3 separate regions of the Mus musculus genome follow, and all the other regions are linked to region 2. A link is a contact called in public promoter capture Hi-C data. All regions are on one chromosome and are shown on one strand. The core of a region is the stretch at or near the end of the contact, and the rest is flanking DNA. Distances in the headings are between cores, read along the strand shown. Region 1 holds the start of Shfl (shiftless antiviral inhibitor of ribosomal frameshifting). Region 2 holds the start of Zfp26 (zinc finger protein 26). Region 3 overlaps Col5a3 (collagen, type V, alpha 3).

Region 1 (3,608 bases), core at 449-2,948, 410 kb after region 2:
ACAGCAGAGTTCTTCCTGTGGCTCTGCAGGGTCTCTTCTAGCTATTTTGAAACAGTCAGGCTGTTCCTGACCCAGTCAGCTCAATGGAATTTACTCTTGCATTCAAATTGTAACACTGTAACCCTTGACCAGGCGCTTTCCACCTTCCCACCTCTGCCCTGCCCCTCTCTGCTTCTCCAACAGTTTCTTTAGTCTCCACTGACTGAATGAGATCTTAGGCAGCTTGACATAATGCCCTCCAGCCTTATACCTGTTGCAGTAAGTAATGAGGCTTCTTCTTTCTTATGGGTGAGTAATATTCCATGGTGTGTCCACGCTGCATTTTCTTTATCCATTCACCTATTAATGGACATCGCGTGAACAATACAGCAATGCACACAGGCGCAAGTATCCGGCACTCATTAACAAGCTGGTTTCCTTTCCTACAGGCATTTTCCCCAATAGTTGACAGATCTTATGCTCATTGTATTCTGTGAGGAACTTCTATCCCACTTTCCATAACAGCTATAGTATTTCAATATAACTTATTGATGACTATCCATTTGGAGGTGTTCCTTTCAGGCTTGCGTAGAGACCAGGGCCCGATGCTCACATGATTCTCGGCTTTAGATTTACAATGTGGATTCCTTGGAGCCAGAAGTCTACAAGGGTGTAAGGGGCCAGGAGTTGGCTTTTCTTCACATTTTTACTCTGCTTCCAACCAGCATGACACTTCAAAGGTCACCTGGTGACTGATGCAATATCTATGTCCCACATTGTGCTAAGTGACATTAATCCCCCTGGAAAACCAAACACGGTGGCTCACAGCTGTAATCTCAGTGCTACAGAGCGAAGGCTGGAGGACCACCATACCATACGTTTAAGGACAGCCACGGCTATACAATGAGACCCCCAGCATTCAGAAGGTGGAAGCAGGAGGATGGTGAGTTCAAAGTCATCCTCAGCTACATAGAAAGTTCCAGAGTAACCTGGACCATAAGGGCCACCATTGAAACTATGGGGCCTGGGAAAGAGGCTGAAGGGGAGGGTAGATCAGTTTCCATTTCCCCCTCTCTGGCTTTGGTCTCCGGTTCACTGTTAAACCACCTTATCTGCACCTGTGGCATCCACCTTTGGTGGTGGTGGGAGCCAGATCACCCAGCAAAGATTTCTGTGCTCCTGGATCATAGTGAGACCCAAGCTCTGTACCGAAAGGGGCAAGGCAGAGGTTCACTGGGAAGAAGGTATTTAAACGGGGTGAAAAAGCCCAGGCCTCTTAGATTCTGGGGCCCATTCTCTGGAGAAGTCTGTAAAACTTGCTAAAAAAAAAATAATAAAAAAAATAAAAAATCTTTCATTTCATTTTGTCCTAGGATGTTCCCCTCCCCCCCCCCCTTTTTCTTTTTTTCTTTTTTGAAACTGGGTCACACATAGTCTAGGACATCCTTGAACTCCTGATCTTTTTGCATCCACCTTCCAACTGCTGGAGTGACAGGTGTGTGTCACCATGCCTATCTTGCATGCCCATTTTACAGAGGAGGAAACTGAGGCTGAGAGTGTGGGAATTAGAGAGAGAAGCCGTGGGAGTTAGAACTGCTGAGCATAGCAAAACGCCACGGTGGTCCGAAGACGCTTCGGGTTCTGCATAGGAGGAGCAGCGAGGGAGCACCGAACTGTGGTGCGGCTCCGCCCCCAAGGGGGACGTGAAGACGCGGACCCCGCGCAGCGTGGGGACATGTGACCGACTGCAGAGGCCGCGCTGCTGCGCAGGACGCGGTGAGGCGCGCTCGGAGGCCCGGGAGCACCACCCGGGAGCACTACAGGGCGCGTGAGCAGACGCGTGGCCGCAAGGCCTGCGCGGGGTCTCCTCAGGGTCCCCAGCTTTACGTAGAAACGAAACTGAAAGAGGGGCCCGAGGGAGGCGGAGCTGCGGCGACGCCACCCAGGCTTGCGAGGCCCGGACCCAGGCGCAGCCAGGTGTGCTCCGGCCACCATGGCTCAGGATGGCGTGGAGGTAGGACAGCCGCGCCACCGGCGGCGCGGAAAGGGCTCCCGGGAACACCCCTGCCCCCTGGGCTGTTTCCCTCCTCTATCCCTGGGCACAGTGGGGCTGTAGGGTCAGAGGTCAGAAGGAAAGGGGGTAACCTGGCCTGCATCCCGCCACACACACACACACACACACACACACCGCCAGACCCCAAATTCGCACCGGGGAGGCTGGGACGCGCCGCAGTCTCCACCATCCCCCAATGCCTGGAGAACTTCGGATTTTTCCAGGAAATGGCTTAAAGGGGGGGGGGGATGGGGATGCGGAGGCCAGAAGCCAGGGTCAAGTTCAGGAGAATGAAGGTGCGGGGGCTGCTCCCCGTCGCCGGCGACATCAGAGCTTATCCCCCCTCTATCCTAGTTGGAGAAGAGCGTCAGGCGCCTCCGGGAGAAGTTTCATGGGAAAGTGTCCCCCAAGAAGGCAGGGGCTCTTATGAGGAAGTTTGGCAGCGACCACACCGGAGTTGGGCGCTCTATCGTGTATGGTGAGTCAGCCCTGGTGGGGGGGACACTGAGTGGGTGTGGTTTCAGAATTGCTGTAGCGCTTTAGCGACCCTGGCTCCGTTTAACCGGAGGCTCTCCACCGCCTGGAACTCCTACACCCTTCAAGAGCCCCTCCCATGTTCTCCCACTAGGTGTCAAGCAGAAAGACGGACAGGAGCTGAGCAACGACCTGGACGCTCAGGTAACCTCCCCCTGTCCCCAAAGGAAGGGGGATTCCCATTCTCTTGTCAGAAGGAACAATCAGTGAGTGCTCCCCTTACCATCTAGGGTCCTTTCCTTTCTCAAGCAGCCTTCAAACAGTAGGTGCTCATTACATGCTGATTACCTCAAATGGAAGAGACAGGACAGTAGGATAAGGAGACTGAATGTCGAAGAAAACTCAAGGCAACCCTTTCTTGCATAAGAAGAAAGTCTGAGCTGGGCAGATCCTGGGAAGAAAGACGCCTGGACAGGAGGGATGAAGGAATCAAGGCAATATGGTTGTTTTGCTCCTCGGCTTCTGTTTGCTTGAAAGACATAGCAGAGTTTTTGTTTTGTGTAAGACAGAGTCTTTACATAGCTCAGCCCTGGACTTCCCTGAAATTCACTAGATAGGCCAGGCTGGCTTTGAACTCACAGAGATCCACTTGCCTCTGCTTACCAAGAGCAGGGGATCAAGGCGTGTACCACCTTGCTGGGCATCTAAAAGAATCCTACCAATGATATTCTTTTGCTTTAGGTCTATAAACAATATGATAAGATAATAATAATAATAGCAGGAAGTCGCCTTCATGGAGAGCACGAGTGAGGCAGATCTCCAGGCCTTGGTTCATGTCCTACCCCTCCTCAGGGTCCCAGGAGGCAATCCAATTGCACAGGAACCCAGCCCGGGGACACGACACTCACCAGGTTCCAGAGACCAGCAGTTGACTTCAGGGAATCAGACTCTAGCCACTTGGAACGAAGCCTGGGCTCTGAGAGGCCCCTCTGTGAAGACCGCCATCCCTCATCAGGGAGCAACTGAGCAGCCAATTAGGCTTGCAGCTAGCTGCTTGCAAGCCCCAAAGCCCAGAGCTTTGTAGTGTGGCCAGGGGACAGAG
Region 2 (3,304 bases), core at 292-2,791:
GGCATTCCCTGCCCAACCCTGAACTTTCCAGGCCAGGGACTGGGCTGCCCTTCCCACAAAGGCTCTTCCCTATATAAACCAAACACTTTGGTCTCCCCTTTCTTGTGTTTTCTTTCTCTCTTTCTCTCTCTCTCTCCTTCCCTCCCCCCCCCCCCCACTTTCTTTCTCTGCCCACAGATGCCTTTTCTCCTGCCCACCCCCCAATCCCCACTCCACACAATGACTTCCCCGGCCTCTATCCTTGGGGCCAATGTACTCACCAGAGAGCAGCGTCCCAATAAACCTGCTCTAATATTCTAATCTGGCTTGAATTGGCTCATTTCACCAGTGGAGAAATAACATATCAAATAAAGCCTCACCCATTCCTTAACAGAGTTCTATTATTTATTTAAGGGGGGGGGGGCGCACATGACTGCAAGTGCCTAGAGACTCTGGTCTCCCCATTCCCAGATAGCTGGAATTACAGGCTGTTACACGCCACTAACATGGGTGCTGGGAACTAAAATCTGATCCTCTAGAAATGACATGTGGTCTCTTAATCACTAATCCATCTCTCCAGTCCCAAGTTTCAGTTTTTCATGAGCCATCCCTTGAGTGCCAAACTCCCTATTTTTCCCTTGTTAATACTTTATTGTTGGGATGAAGGGAAGGGGTAAGGGATGGTTTGTGGTCTGCAAACAGATAAATATGCATGGCCTGAGCATTTAACACTTTCTCAAAATGGATGCATGAGGTTTGGGGGAGAGAGAGAGAGGGGAGAGGAGAAAGGGAGAGTGCAAGAGAGGGATGGAGGGAAGAAGGGAGGGAGAGAGAGAGAGAAACAGAAAGAACTAATGAAATGCATCGGTTTCCACGAAAGCAACTAAATTCTAATAGTTGATAGTGAGAGAGACTGTGGAGGAAATGAGAACGGACAGAAGCTCCTCACCCTGGGACTTTCCTGCTCCATCAAATTCCACCCACTGCTCACAATGAAGCGGGATGGCCAGGTTCCTGGAGCGATGGGGCGCGAAGACAGATTCCAACGGCCGAAATCCTTCTTTCTGGAAGGCAAAAATTTTGTACGATTACCTTAAAGGCGTTCGAGGCAGCAAGGGCTACATTCGAAGGCACGGGGAGCTCAAATATCGTTCCGATGAAATGGCCCCCGGCCGGGACCTGAGAAGTGCAGGGCCCTAGCCTCTGAGAAGCAACGGGGCGAGACTCGCGGCCTGGGAACCAGCGGAGTCGCCATGGAGGCCACACCCAGGCCTCACTCCCCACCTCCGCCACCGCCCATCCCCTTACCTAGCCTCACCAGAACCCGCCCAGCCGGCCTGCTACTACCGAGAAAAAGAGAAGGGGGCCGCACGAAGCCACACCGGAAGAGACGGAGGCGAGCTGCGGTTCACTTCCGTTTACCGTGTCCGAGTCCTTCCGGAATTGAAATTTCGGTTCCCCGGAATTGGATGCCGATTGATTCTGAAGCGGAGGTTAAAAGCCCAGTCAAAGAATGAAATTGAAGTTTGAACAAGATTTCTGAGCGAGAACGGCCTTCTCGATTGGCCAATCCCAGTGCAAAGTTAAACACACACCGGGAAGTACGGGGTCTCAGGAGGCTCACAAACCTTTCCTTCCCTACCTCCTCTTGGTTCCTGTACTTCCTGGGCAGATGCACTGCCAGGTCTGTGAACCAGCCTATAGCTTCCATTTAACCACTTCAGTCTTTACTCTCTGGATACCATGCTAAATTCTAATCGTTGGTAGTGAAACGAGCTAGAAAGATGGGGAAAATGAAGAGGACATGAAAAAAGAAAGCCTCACACCCTGAGACTTTCTGATGAAAAATTTAAAATGTGAACACAACTGATACAGCCAAAAATTGCATATACAGAGGGAAAAAATGTGTGTTTTCATAAAGATATCTCAAATAAGATGTTAAAAGCAAATATCAGTGCATGGCAGCACACCCCTGCAATCACAGCACGCAGAGGCAGAGACAGGCAATCTTCTTGATTCGAGGACTGCTAGATCCACAAAATAAGTTTCAAGCCAGCCAGGACTGCAAAGTGAAAACTCATCTCAAAACAAAATGAAAATAGTAAGGCGACAAATTCTACTTACTTAGGGCCAAAATGTCAATAGTCTTGAATTTTACTATATTAGCATTCCTCTCAACCCTAAATCTGAACAATGTACTTCACAAAACCATCTTACAATTTCATTTACAAACATATTCATTAAGAGTAAACAGTAAGAGTAAAAATTAAGTTAATATATTGTACTTAATTTTAAATGTTATTTAAATTTTAAGCTATGCTTAATCTTTAAACCTTATAAATTATATCCTTTGAGAAATATAACTTAGAAAGTCACAAGATTTTATATGTGTGTGTGTGTGTGTGTGTGTGTGTGTATGCATTGAAGATATACTTAAATGGGATGCCCTATAGAAGCCCACACCAGTATCTTGTGATTGTGTACTATCTCTTTCCTATAAAACTTTGTGTCCTCTACTGATCTAGCACTAAGGAGGCAGAAGCCAGCGAATATCTGTGATTTTGAGGCTAGCCAACTCTACAAAGTGAATTCTAGGACAGCCAGGGGCTGGTATATAGAGATACCCTGTGGAAGAAGAGAAGAAAGAGGAGGAGACCAACAACAAAAACAAAGGGGTGTGTGTGTGTGTGTGTGTGTGTGTGTGTGTGTGTCTGTGTGTGTGTGTGCATGAGCCCTGGCCCTCTAGAAGAGCTTTATACCTTCATATTATGTTTGCTCCAGGAATGAAAGTGGCCATGCAGTATTCCTTTCCTCTGTGTGTGTGTGCATGTGTGTGTGTGTGTGTGTTCTGTGACTTAGCCTGTCTGTCACCACCTTTAATTGTTGGCAGACAGATATCCTGAGATTGGTTTTGAATGTCTTGGTGAGTTGTGACAATGAGCTAGCCTTGGATGCTAGCCCTGAGTATCTGAAATAAGACCTGGGGCCCTTGCAGGATTTGCTCACTGATGCCCACGATGGAACATCTGTAAGTCACAGTTGAACTCTGTGCCATTCTTAGTCTAGAGGTGGCCCACCCAGCAGCTTACTTCAGTTGGAAATATGCAAATGCATTTGGCCTTTTTTTTACTAGGGATTTTGCAGGAAACCTTGCTAAATACTTTTTAGCTTTTATTGCATTTCTATGTTTTGTGTGTTCATGGACACATGTGCCTTGGTACACTATGGAGGTCAGAGAATAACTTACAGGCATCGATTCTCTCCTTTCACTACGTGGGTCTTGAGAATCAAACCCAGATCATTAAGCTTGGCAACATACTTACAA
Region 3 (3,767 bases), core at 140-2,639, 330 kb after region 2:
GACACAGAATTAAAAATAAAAATAAATCCCCCACCCCACCCCTTTTAAAGACAGGGTCGCATTGTGTAGCTCTGGCTGTCCTAGAGATCCAAGTACCTTTGTTCCACCCCACCCCACCATCTCTGGAATTAAAGGAATGCACCACTATGACATAAAATAATTCTTTTTAAAAGTCTATCACACAGAGTCGCTGTGGGGATTAAAACGAAGGTGCAAGCAAGTAATTGCTCTGCAATGCTCAGCAAATAAATGAAGTATGCCGGGTTAGCTCAGCCCGACATCCCTGTCCAGAATCCCCCAGTGAGCGGCTGGGGTGGGACTCAGTGTTAGGGCCCCTGCCCAGAGTCCCCAGTGTGGGGCTGGGGAGTGGCTCCACAGTACAACTGTTTTCTAACAAGTGAGACGTCCTGGTTCCATATCCAGATTGGACAGTGAGGCAGCAGCCAGGCACGGAGATGGGCAGTAAACGACGCAAGTGGACCATGCAAATCACCTTCTCCCCTGCTGCTCCTGGAGGACCCTCATCACCAGGCAGTCCCCCAGGCCCCTTTTGTCCTTCTGGACCATCCTCTCCTCTGGGACCTGGGGGTCCGGGGTTTCCCTGAGGTAGAAAATATAAGTCAATAAATAAACTGTTTAATCACAGCCCATCCCATGTTTACACCACACAGTCCTCATCTGGAGCTGGTCTTACCCGGTCGCCTTTTGGTCCCTCATCACCCTTGAAGCCAGGAAAGCCATCCTCTCCCTGGGGGGAGATACAGAAATGGAGACAGAGCAGGCAAGAGCAGGGAGAAAGGAGGGGAGGGACAGAGAAAGGGACAGAGGCAGGCGAAGAGTAGAAGTCAGGGTCTTAGGGAAGGAACACGGGCAGGGGCTCTTTATGGGGGCTCCCTCTCCCTCCCTTCCAGTGAACCCCTTCCTCCTCACCCTTTCTCCTTTCTCGCCTTGGAGACCCCGGTTACCAGAGGTACCCTAAGAAAAAATTTAGAGAGCTCTCAGTCTCCTTCCCTGCTAAAGGAAGGTTTTAGACTTCCTCCCTTGACCTAAAATTGTGAGAACAGTTGCAAGACGGGGATAGTGTGGTGGGGAGCCCCAGAGGGAGCAGCCCTGTCTCCTCTGAGCCCCTCAGTGGCTCCTCCATGCCTGGTAGCCACCCCATCCCCCACCCCCACCATGTTCAGATGAGTGGGGAGAAGCAGGAGAGCCAAATCTCTACGCCATTCATCTCTACTTCCTGAGGACACAGTGTCTACAGTTCCTTCTGGCAGAAGAAAGAACATTCCAGAGGCCAGTTTTATTCCAAAGGCAGGGGAGAGTTTCCCCATTGTGCTGGCCACAAGGAGACTCTGTGCCTGGTGACAGCATGCCCATCCCGTGCAGAGCGCATACCCTGGGCTGACTTCCTGCCTGTACCACACTGAAAAACTGCACTTGGCTCAGACGGGAACTGAGCTCAACTGAAGAATGAACAAGCAGTTGGAGCTGATGCAACTATGCACTTGGAAACAGCAGGGCCTTCTGCAGCCCCGCAGTAATTCACTGGACCTCAGTAAAGAAAGCTTTGGCTGCAGCCATCCTCTCCCTTGGCTACAAAGTAACTCGATTCAGATACAACACAGGCGGCAGCCACAGCCCTCCACTTATCTGCAAAATAAGATGGGACACCCCCACCCCTCACCCCCCACCCCCCAGGAGTTGCCAGAAGGGATTAGAGCCAGCCCTTATCTATGTTGCCTGTTCTATGCATACATCAAACTATGATAAAAGACAATTTATAAATTAAGCAAAGAAAAAGACGAGAAAAGAAACTAACAATAAAATAGAGCCATTAATATACTGTTTTTTCATTTGTTTACTTTCTGTTTTGTTTTGGTTTTTGAGACAAGGGACTCTTGTTTTGTTTTTGAGACAGTAGTCCCGCCTACCTAGCCTGGAATTCACTATGAATACCAGAATGTCCTGGAAAGCACAGAGATCCTCCTGCCTCTGCCTCCCAGGTACTGGAGTGGGTTTTGCTATTGTTATTTCTTTATTTTGCTTTATTTTGTTTTGAGACACTGTCTCATGTAGCCCTGGCTGATTTAAAATTCACCCCATGGCTAAAGATGACTCTGGACTTCCAATGCCTCTGCCTCTACCACCTCCACACTAGGACCACAGCATGTACCACCATGCTGAGTTTATAGGGTGCTGGGATTGGAACCTGGGACACTCCATACATGCTAGGCAAGCATTCTGTGGTCTGAGCTTCTGCCCCAGCCTTTTTAATTCTTAGTTTGAAACAGGCTGGCTTCAAATTTGTATAGCTCAGGCTGATCTTAAATTCCTGATCTTCTTCCCTCAAGTACTGTGATTACAGGGTGTGTTTGTGTGTGTTTGTGTGTGTGTGTGTGTGTGTGTGTATTTTGTTAGTGATTAGTTTGTGAAACAGGGTCTCAAAATATAATAGTGCAATACACCTCTGGCTGGCAGAATTCATTATATAGCCCAGGCTAGCCTCCAACTTGGAGGAATCTTCTCACCTCTGCCTCCCAAATACTGGGGCCACAGACATCACATGATACCTGGCACTAAGTTGGTCTTCTGACACCAACACTAATCAACAGTCCCACCTTCAAGCCCTCAGGGGTTCCCTACCTTCACACCACGAAGTCCAGGATAGCCCCGAGGGCCTGCTGATCCTGGTGGGCCCTGATAGGAAAACAAGGTCAGCGCTATCTTGTTCCCAGTATCCTGTCTCCTCACTTGCTACTCCTCTTTCCCAACCCAGCCACTCTCCTGGTCACTCACCTGAGCCCCTTTTTCTCCTGTGGGACCCTCGTGGCCTGGGTGGCCCTGCCAGAGAAACACATCAACTCATCAAAGGCCAAAATGTGTCATGCAGAAACCCAAAACTTCCCCTTCCCCTTGTCCCAGCTCGTAGTTCTCACCGGGGGGCCCTCAGATCCTGGGACACCTGGAATTCCGGGGTTTCCAGGGGGACCCTGAAAAAAAAGGGGAAAAATAAGAGTAGCCTGAGAGTCTCAGTGCCTACCCAGGCAGCTCAAAGTGAGCCTAGAACACAAGCTCTGCCCATGTTTGCTGTGTGACGCTGGTGACCCAGCTTGCCCTCTCTGAGCTTCGGAGATCCTCCTTATCTGGGAGAGATGCAAAAGCAAAATGAGAGTCTGGGTGGTGGTGGTGGTTGTGGCGCACGCCTTTAATCCTAGCACTCGGGATGCAGAGGCAGGTGGATCTCTGAGTTCGAGGCCAGCCAGGGCTACACAGAGAAACCCTGCCTTGAAATACAAATGAAACAAAACAAACAAAAAACCATATGAGAAGGGGCATGGTGTGGCTCAGTGGTAGATCTCCTTCCTAGAATCCACTAGTGACGAGCTGTATAGGCAAGCACTATGATGCACAAGGCCCCAGGTTCGATGCCCAGTACCACAGAAAGAACAAAACCAGTATGAAATATGCTCGAGTCCAGACTTCTCACCCACACCCCCTTGTCTTGTTTCTTTGCTCCATTTCATTTCATTTCATTTATTTAGACAAAGTTCTGCAGTAAGGTCCAGGTTGCGACAATTGCTGGGACTGCAGGGGTGTGGTACCATACCTGGCTCTCCAGTTCTGGTTTCCCAGCCTCTTATCTACCTTTGGACCTATCAGATGTTTGGACCAATCAGACATTTTTTTGATTGATGATTGATATGGGAGGGTCATAAGAAACCAGGCTGAGCAAAGCCAGTTAGAAGCATTTCTCCATAGCCTCTGCTTCA

The links. Promoter capture Hi-C pulls out the DNA fragments that hold promoters and counts their contacts.
Region 1: a promoter capture Hi-C map of second pharyngeal arch cranial neural crest shows a contact between it and region 2. The contact joins the promoter of Shfl here to the promoter of Zfp26 in region 2. A contact is called at or near these places in 11 of 39 promoter capture datasets (3T3-L1-derived adipocytes, the C10 cell line, cranial neural crest and 8 more), 1 of 115 datasets of contacts at active chromatin or transcription factors (memory CD8 T cells) and 1 of 9 other capture datasets (liver).
Region 3: a contact with region 2 is called in a promoter capture Hi-C map of pre-B cells. The contact joins the enhancer-like site here to the promoter of Zfp26 in region 2. A contact is called at or near these places in 4 of 39 promoter capture datasets (the HPC-7 cell line, HPC-7-derived erythroid cells, cranial neural crest and 2 more) and 3 of 484 Hi-C or Micro-C datasets (CD4 T cells and cerebral cortex).

What each region holds. Positions count from the first base shown.
Region 1 is chr9:20,866,944-20,870,551 of GRCm38.p6, forward strand. It overlaps Shfl (shiftless antiviral inhibitor of ribosomal frameshifting), which reads left to right and starts at 1,699. Exons shown (of 8, transcript NM_175687.2): 1 at 1,699-1,993; 2 at 2,387-2,510; 3 at 2,661-2,710. The coding sequence starts at 1,973.
Region 2 is chr9:20,458,619-20,461,922 of GRCm38.p6, forward strand. It overlaps Zfp26 (zinc finger protein 26), which reads right to left and starts at 1,542. Exons shown (of 10, transcript NM_011753.3): 1 at 1,327-1,542; 2 at 929-1,043.
Region 3 is chr9:20,793,017-20,796,783 of GRCm38.p6, forward strand. Col5a3 (collagen, type V, alpha 3) reads right to left here. Exons shown (of 67, transcript NM_016919.3): 25 at 2,934-2,987; 26 at 2,794-2,838; 27 at 2,641-2,694; 28 at 931-975; 29 at 695-748; 30 at 494-601. Among named protein-coding and RNA genes, the nearest start is that of Col5a3, 20 kb to the right of the region's middle. Within about 2 kb of position 1,390, at least 100 of the 459 cell types and tissues checked have an H3K27ac peak or open chromatin away from gene starts, as enhancers often do. A contact at or near this core is called in the HPC-7 cell line, cerebral cortex and pre-B cells, where this site is marked.